2 separate regions of the Macaca mulatta genome follow, and region 2 is linked to region 1. Evidence: chromatin contacts called from public Hi-C data. All regions are on one chromosome and are shown on one strand. Each heading gives the region's core, a stretch centred on a gene start, on an enhancer-like site or on the middle of the called end of the contact. The rest is flanking DNA. Distances are from core to core; before and after follow the strand shown.

The links. Hi-C and Micro-C count contacts between places; a contact is called where the count stands out from the background.
Region 2: a Hi-C map of fetal cortical plate shows a contact between it and region 1, with 2.2 times the contacts expected there. The contact joins the promoter of LOC701227 here to the promoter of LOC701129 in region 1. A contact is called at or near these places in 2 of 14 Hi-C or Micro-C datasets (fetal cortex germinal zone and fetal cortical plate).

The regions. Positions count from the first base shown.
Region 1 is chr9:53,348,465-53,351,603 of T2T-MMU8v2.0, forward strand. LOC701129 reads right to left here and starts at 1,540. Exons shown (of 7, transcript XM_077946268.1): 1 at 966-1,540.
Region 2 is chr9:53,399,585-53,402,877 of T2T-MMU8v2.0, forward strand. LOC701227 reads left to right here and starts at 1,494. Exons shown (of 8, transcript XM_077946270.1): 1 at 1,494-1,621; 2 at 3,124-3,176. The coding sequence starts at 1,599.

The sequences.
Region 1 (3,139 bases), core at 290-2,789:
GGGAGTGAGGAATGAAAAGAGGTTGGTTAATGGGTACAAAAATACTGTTAGGTAGAAGGAATAAGTCCTAGTGTTCAGTAGCACAGTATGGTGACAAGTGTTAACAATAATTTATTGTGTATATCAGAATAGCTACAAGATTTGGAATATTCACAACACAAGGAAATGATAAATGAGGTGGTGGATATTATAATTACCCTGATTTTATCATGACATATTGTATGCATATATCAAAATATCACACGTACCCCATAAATATGTATATTATGTACCAAAAAAAAAAAAAAAAAACGAAAATAAGCAGCAAAAACCACTTCCAGCTAGCATGGTGCTTACAAAATGCCTAAGCTCAGTTATCAGCCAATGAGAGGCATTATCATATCACCACCATAAAATGGGGGAACTGATGAACTGCAGTCTTCATCTTTAAAAAAATTCTTTGTCCCATTTCCTGTCTTTAGAAACTAGCCTCTGGGCTGGATGGGATTCCCCGCTTCTCCTGTAAAATGCAAAATTGAGCCCTCAAATTGTGGTTTCAATTTACACGTTTCACAGTCCTCTGAGAAGACACTAAGGTTGGAGGATGCAGGAAGGCCTTAAATAATTAACCTTTTGACTCAAGGGCTCTGAAGATTCCCCCAAGCATTTTTGGAAACACAACACTACGTGGTTAAGACTGGGTTCAAGTACACTCCACAGCTACGTTCTGGTGGTGCTCAAGGGACAAATGTTGTGCTAAATACAAGCCAAGACTGGATTTTAGTGTGGGAAGGCGCATGAATTCAGAGGAAAAAGTGAGGATTTACAACCCACCTGCTAATACTGTGGGTAAAATAATTTCTCTCTCTGAATCTTTAGTAGTCACATTTATTTAAACGGAGGTGGTTCAGTCGAAAGGATGGTTACGATGATTAAATGAGCCAATAATGAAAACAACATGTCTTGTAATAATAGAAGCAGCTCACCTTTATTGAGTCCTGTATCATACTTTACATCTACTACCCTATTCAGTACCCAAAGGCCCCCATCATTTGCCAAATGGGCGTCCAGCCGCAGCGGGACCACCTACAGAGGCTGTACCGGAGCCCACGTCCCTGTGGCTTTCGAGCGCCGAGTCTGCAGCGGCCAGCGCGCCTGACGTGGCAGCTCCGGTCACGTCACACAATGTGGCTACTCCAGGCGCCCGCTGCCCGGCCACCGCAGGCCTTCTCTGGCCACCCCTCAAGCAGGTCGCGCAAACGCCATTCCGGGCAGGAGCGCCAGCGCAGATGGCCAACCTCCCCGCCAGGCCGCTCCCACCCGGGACCCTCCGCGGAGGCCGCTCCGGGGCCAGGAGGCGGCTTCCAGGCTCGAGACCCCGCCTCCCGGGCCCTGCCCGCCCGCAAAAGCCTTCGACACACCTGCAGGGTCTCGGCCTCTGCTCCTGGCCAGCGCCGGGCCCAGGCCCCGCCCTTTGCGGCCCAGCCGAGACCCGGAGGCAGCGGAGTCCTCTCCCCACCCTAGGGCGTAAGACAAAAACGCCGACGCCAGAAAGGAGACGGCACTGCACATGCGCAGAACGTTTCCCGAGCCCTGCTCCAGAACTACGCTTCCCAGAAGGCCCGGCTGCGACTCCATCTTGGATGACGTCGTGAGGCGCGGCCTCCTCCAGGGTCCTGAGTGTTTGCGGTCGGGTTTCCTGGGGCTGGCGCTGGCTTCGCTCGGTGATGGCGGAGAGCTGAACCTTCGCACGTCCGCGCTTGAAGACAGAAGGCTACCGTGAGGTGCCCCAAGGAACACTGATGGGCAGTTTTGTTAAAGTGGTTGAACTCCGTGGGTACAAAAGTACATGGAGTAATGAAGGGTAATGCCGTGTAACCGCTTCTTCTTAGGAATGCTAGCTTTCACAATTGTGCAAACGATACGCAAAACGTAATAAACTACAAAATATGTATAAGCTAAAATAAAACGAGTGTACCACTTCCCAAAAGCAAAATTGCTTAGTGTTAGGTGTACATCCTTCTCATGAATTTACACAAATTTTAACCTAATGGTATAGAGTATCATGACTATCATTTCACTAAGGAATATATATAACCATCCCTCCTTATCCCGGGGGTCCTTATCTATGGATTCAACTAAGCTCGGAATGAAAATACTTAAAAATTCAATCTTACTGAGGATGTACAAACTTTTCCCCTTGTCATTATACCCTAAACAATACAATACAACTTTACATAGTATTTGCACTGTGTTAGGTTTACAATTAATCTACACATAATTTAAAGTATCCTGGAGGAGGTGTGTAAGTTATGCAAATACCAGGTTATTTTCTACCAGAGACTTGAACATCCCTGGATTTGAGTAATCCAGGGAGGTCCTGGAACTAATCACCCACGGATACAGAGAGAGGACTTGGCTGTATATGTAAAACAAATTATGTATTTCCTGGTCAATAACTTTATTACATTAAAACAAGTAGAATCATCTAGGGAAAAAAACCATATATTGTCATGTGTATAAACACAAATGTATATACATATACAAAATATGCACACATAATACACACACACACACACACACACACACACACCCCACTTTTCTGGTTGGGAGGTATTGAGGAAATAATTTAAAATAAAGCCTCTTGCCAACCCAGAAAATTATCTCCACAGATGGAGAAAAGAACAAAACAGTTACATTATTGAATAAACATTAAACCAGACTGCAATGTGCGTCACAGGCAACCCACTAATGATTTTATGAAGACAAGAAGAACTATCATTTTTTATATTAGCAGGTCTGGTACAACGCATTCCATTTTCTCAAGGTAAAAGATAACTTGTCCTCAAGACGACTGTATGACACCATTTGCTATGCATAATTCATCTGAAATTCACCTGATAATTAGGGTAGCCGTCAGTGTTAGTTAATTGCTGTTATGCAAATGAAAAGTAAAGTTTCTGGTGTCTCTATGACAGGCAGGTAGTTAACAGCAGGTAGCCAGAAGCCTAGGAGTTTACCACAGAGGCAGGGAGATGGGGTGCAATCTTCCTTGATGCTTACATTTCAAAGACATGACCCAAGGCCATTAAGAACGACCTTCCTGGGTTGTTAAACTAGCAAGAAGCTTATTTACTTTTTAAAAAGTCTTGCTAAATCT
Region 2 (3,293 bases), core at 244-2,743, 51 kb after region 1:
ATAGTCTGGATCTCTTGACCTCATGATCTGCCCGCCTCAGCCTCCCAAAGTGCTGAGATTACAGGTGTGAGCCACCATGTCTGGCCATATTTCATTTCTTTCAATTCTCGTAATAGACTAAAAAAGTTTTGCTGGAATGGAGTTGCTTATTTTTCTGTATTATAAAATGTAACTGATATTAAATTTATAGTTTGTATCTTTGGCATCACATCCCTTTTTGTTTTTTTTTTGGGACAAGGTCTCACTTTGACACCCAGGCTGTAGCACAGTGGTGCCATGATGGCTTACTGCAGCCCGGGGCTCAAGTGATCATCCAACCTCAGCCTCTTGAGTAGCTGGGATCACAGGCACCTGCCTACATGCCCAGCTAACCGTTATTTTTAATTTTTTGTAGAGATAGGGGTCCCACTATAGTGCCCAGGCTGGTCTTGAACTCCAAGGATCAAGTGGTCCTCTTGCCTCTGCCTCCCAAATTGCTGGGATTACAGGTGTGGGCCACTGTGCCTGGCCCCCTTGCCAATTTTCAAAACTTTATACTCGTTTAGTGGTTTTAATGTTTAAGTATTGTATACATGTGAGAGTTTATCATGTGTGATCTATGTATACCTCTATATTCCAAATTGCTCGGAATGACATGCTCTTTGGAATACTCCATTCTTTCCCTCACTGTTTTGAGATGCTGTATTTACTACACATTAAAGAATACTCTTAATCATGGTGTCTTATTTCCACGAAGCAGGTGCCAAACTACTTTGAATAGAGCAATATTATATAGACAGATAGATATAGATATTTCTTATGCATTTTTTCCTGCTTTTTAAAACGTATACTGGGTGTTATTTAGGTTTTTACTTATTCCAGATAAAGTTGAGAATGCTTTTGTAAAGTACACAATACACTAAAGATCAAAGAGAAAAAATACACTCAAAAATTTGTTGATTTTCTTTTAGGGATTTTGTCTTCCTAAGAAAGGTACAGATGGACTAAATGTATTTCCATTTAGTCAAGCAATTTTAATGTCACCGAGGAAATAATATGTGACATTTATTTTCTTCTTTCGGATTATTGTAGCTCAGTCAGAAAATCGTTATTGCTTTAACGATTTTGATGAAGTAGCTTTCCTGTGGCACCTCCCCTTTTTCCCGCTCCCAAAGAATCGCAGATAGTGTCAAAGTCTTTTTGTATGGATGAGATCTACTTCCTAACATTTAAAGTGCAACTGACACGCAGCTGAACTCTTCTTGACGCGTCTGTGTCTAAACTGCACACACGCTGCACACAGACCTCCCCTGCAGTGCATCCCTTTGGGGCGCCCTGGGAGAGCCAGGGCTGCAGGAAGCTCCCGCGCCAACTCCAACGGCATCTGCCCACTGCCTAGCGGGGCGCCTCTCAGCCAATCCCGAAGGGTTGCTCGCGGGGCCTCACGGGAAAGGTAGTTTTCAGGTTGGGCGCCAACACCGTCAGGCTTTGCGCGCTAGCTGCGCGCATGCCTTGTCCACCGTCTACCTGTGCGTTTCCGCATTTCCTTTTGTTTTTCTCAGGTTTTGCGTGGGAGGCGGTCGCGCGATTTCAAGGGTCTACCAGCTCTTCTACGGCGAATGCAACCAGATGAGAGAGTGAGGTAAGCCTGGGTGGGTTGGGCAGGGAGGGCGAGGGGGCCCCGCGCGACTCCGGGGGCGGGCGGCAGGGGGCCGGTGCCAGGGGGCCGGTGCCAGGTGGCGGGGAGGAGCCTCGGGGATCTCACAGGGGAAGCCGGGGACGGCAGGGCTGCAGCATGTCTGCCAGGACGCTAGGCCTGTTCCTTAAAGGCGCAGTCTCTGTCCAGAGCGGGCCACACCGCGTGTGTCGCCCCGGTTGTAGGGGCCGCAGAGGAGGGCATGTGCGCTTACGTGGTCCGTGTGCTGAGCCTTGCGGGAGGGGCAGTTCTTTGGTCAAGCGGGAGCCGGTGTGCTAGGGCGCGACCGTACCTGAGCGGGGAAGGGCGAGTGCAGTGGCCTGCCCCACCGACCGACTCCGTTCCACGTTCTGCATTCGTCCTCTTTAGGTTCCGAACTGCCCTCCAGTCAGGTCTATCACTGCATCTTGGTATTTGCTGTTCCTCTGTCCTGACTTCATCTTGCACTCAGGAAAGATCTTCAAGAATTACCTAATTTTGGCTGGGCGCGGTGGCTCTTAGCACCTGTAATCCCAGCACTTTGGGAGGCCGAGGCGGGTGGATCACCTGAGGTCAGAAATTCGAGACCAGCCTGACCAACATGGTGAAAGCCCGTCTCTACGAAAAATACGAAAAGTAGTTGTGCGTGGTAGCGCATACCCGTAATCCCAGCTAGTGAGGCGGAGAATTGCTTGAACCCGGGAGGCGGAGGTTGCAGGTAGCCGAGATCGCACCATTGCACTCCAGACTGGGCACCAAGAGCGAAATGCCGTCTCGGGGGGAAAAAAAAAAAAAAAAACTAATTTTGCCTCATTTGTTAGAAGAAAATTTTTTTTTTTTTTTTTTTTTTTGTTTGTCAAGGTTATTGACTTGTTCAGGATCACAGTTTGTTAGTAGGGAAGACTAAGTCACATCTGACCCCTAAGCTAGTACTGTCTACTTTTCCATACACGTCAAAGCAAGTTTAAAATATCCCTTTGAGAAATAGCAACAAAGTTAGACGAAAAAATTAAAATAGATTTTTTTCTTTGAAGCACTGCTGCTTATGGCTTTCTGTGGAGTCACTCACCAGAGGTTAACATTACTGGGAAAATCAATAGCTTAGTCCTATTTTTTACAATGGTTTTAGTGTTAATGTTCCTTCATTAAATATATTAACTTGTTTAGCCAATATTATCATTATACATTTTTTGTGAACACCGAGGGAGATTGAAATCCTTAGGAAGCAAATATTTACTTTCACCTGGTGAAAAATCTTGTGCCCAAGAGCTGCATAATTATGTTGGAGTTATATTAGGGTGGTCTTTCACCATTTCTACCTCCTATTCCGGAGTGTCAGAGGACATTGATATTCTCCCAGAGGGAGCATTTTACCTAGTGGGTGTGTATGGCTTCTTAGGGCAGAAGAATCAGGGAGTTGCCAGGCGGGCCAAATCTTTCATGATCCCATTCCTCTTTTTCTAACTTAGCTGTATCTTCAGAGTTGTCTCCGTCTTTCCAAGAACAGAACAAAATGAACAAGGTAAGTTGTTTATTTAATTCCCTACTTTATTTTGCAGTGGACTTTGTGAAATTTGTAAGAGTCAATATGGTGATGTTTTTGTTTTTTTGTTTTTGTGTGAGATGGAGTCTCGCTCTG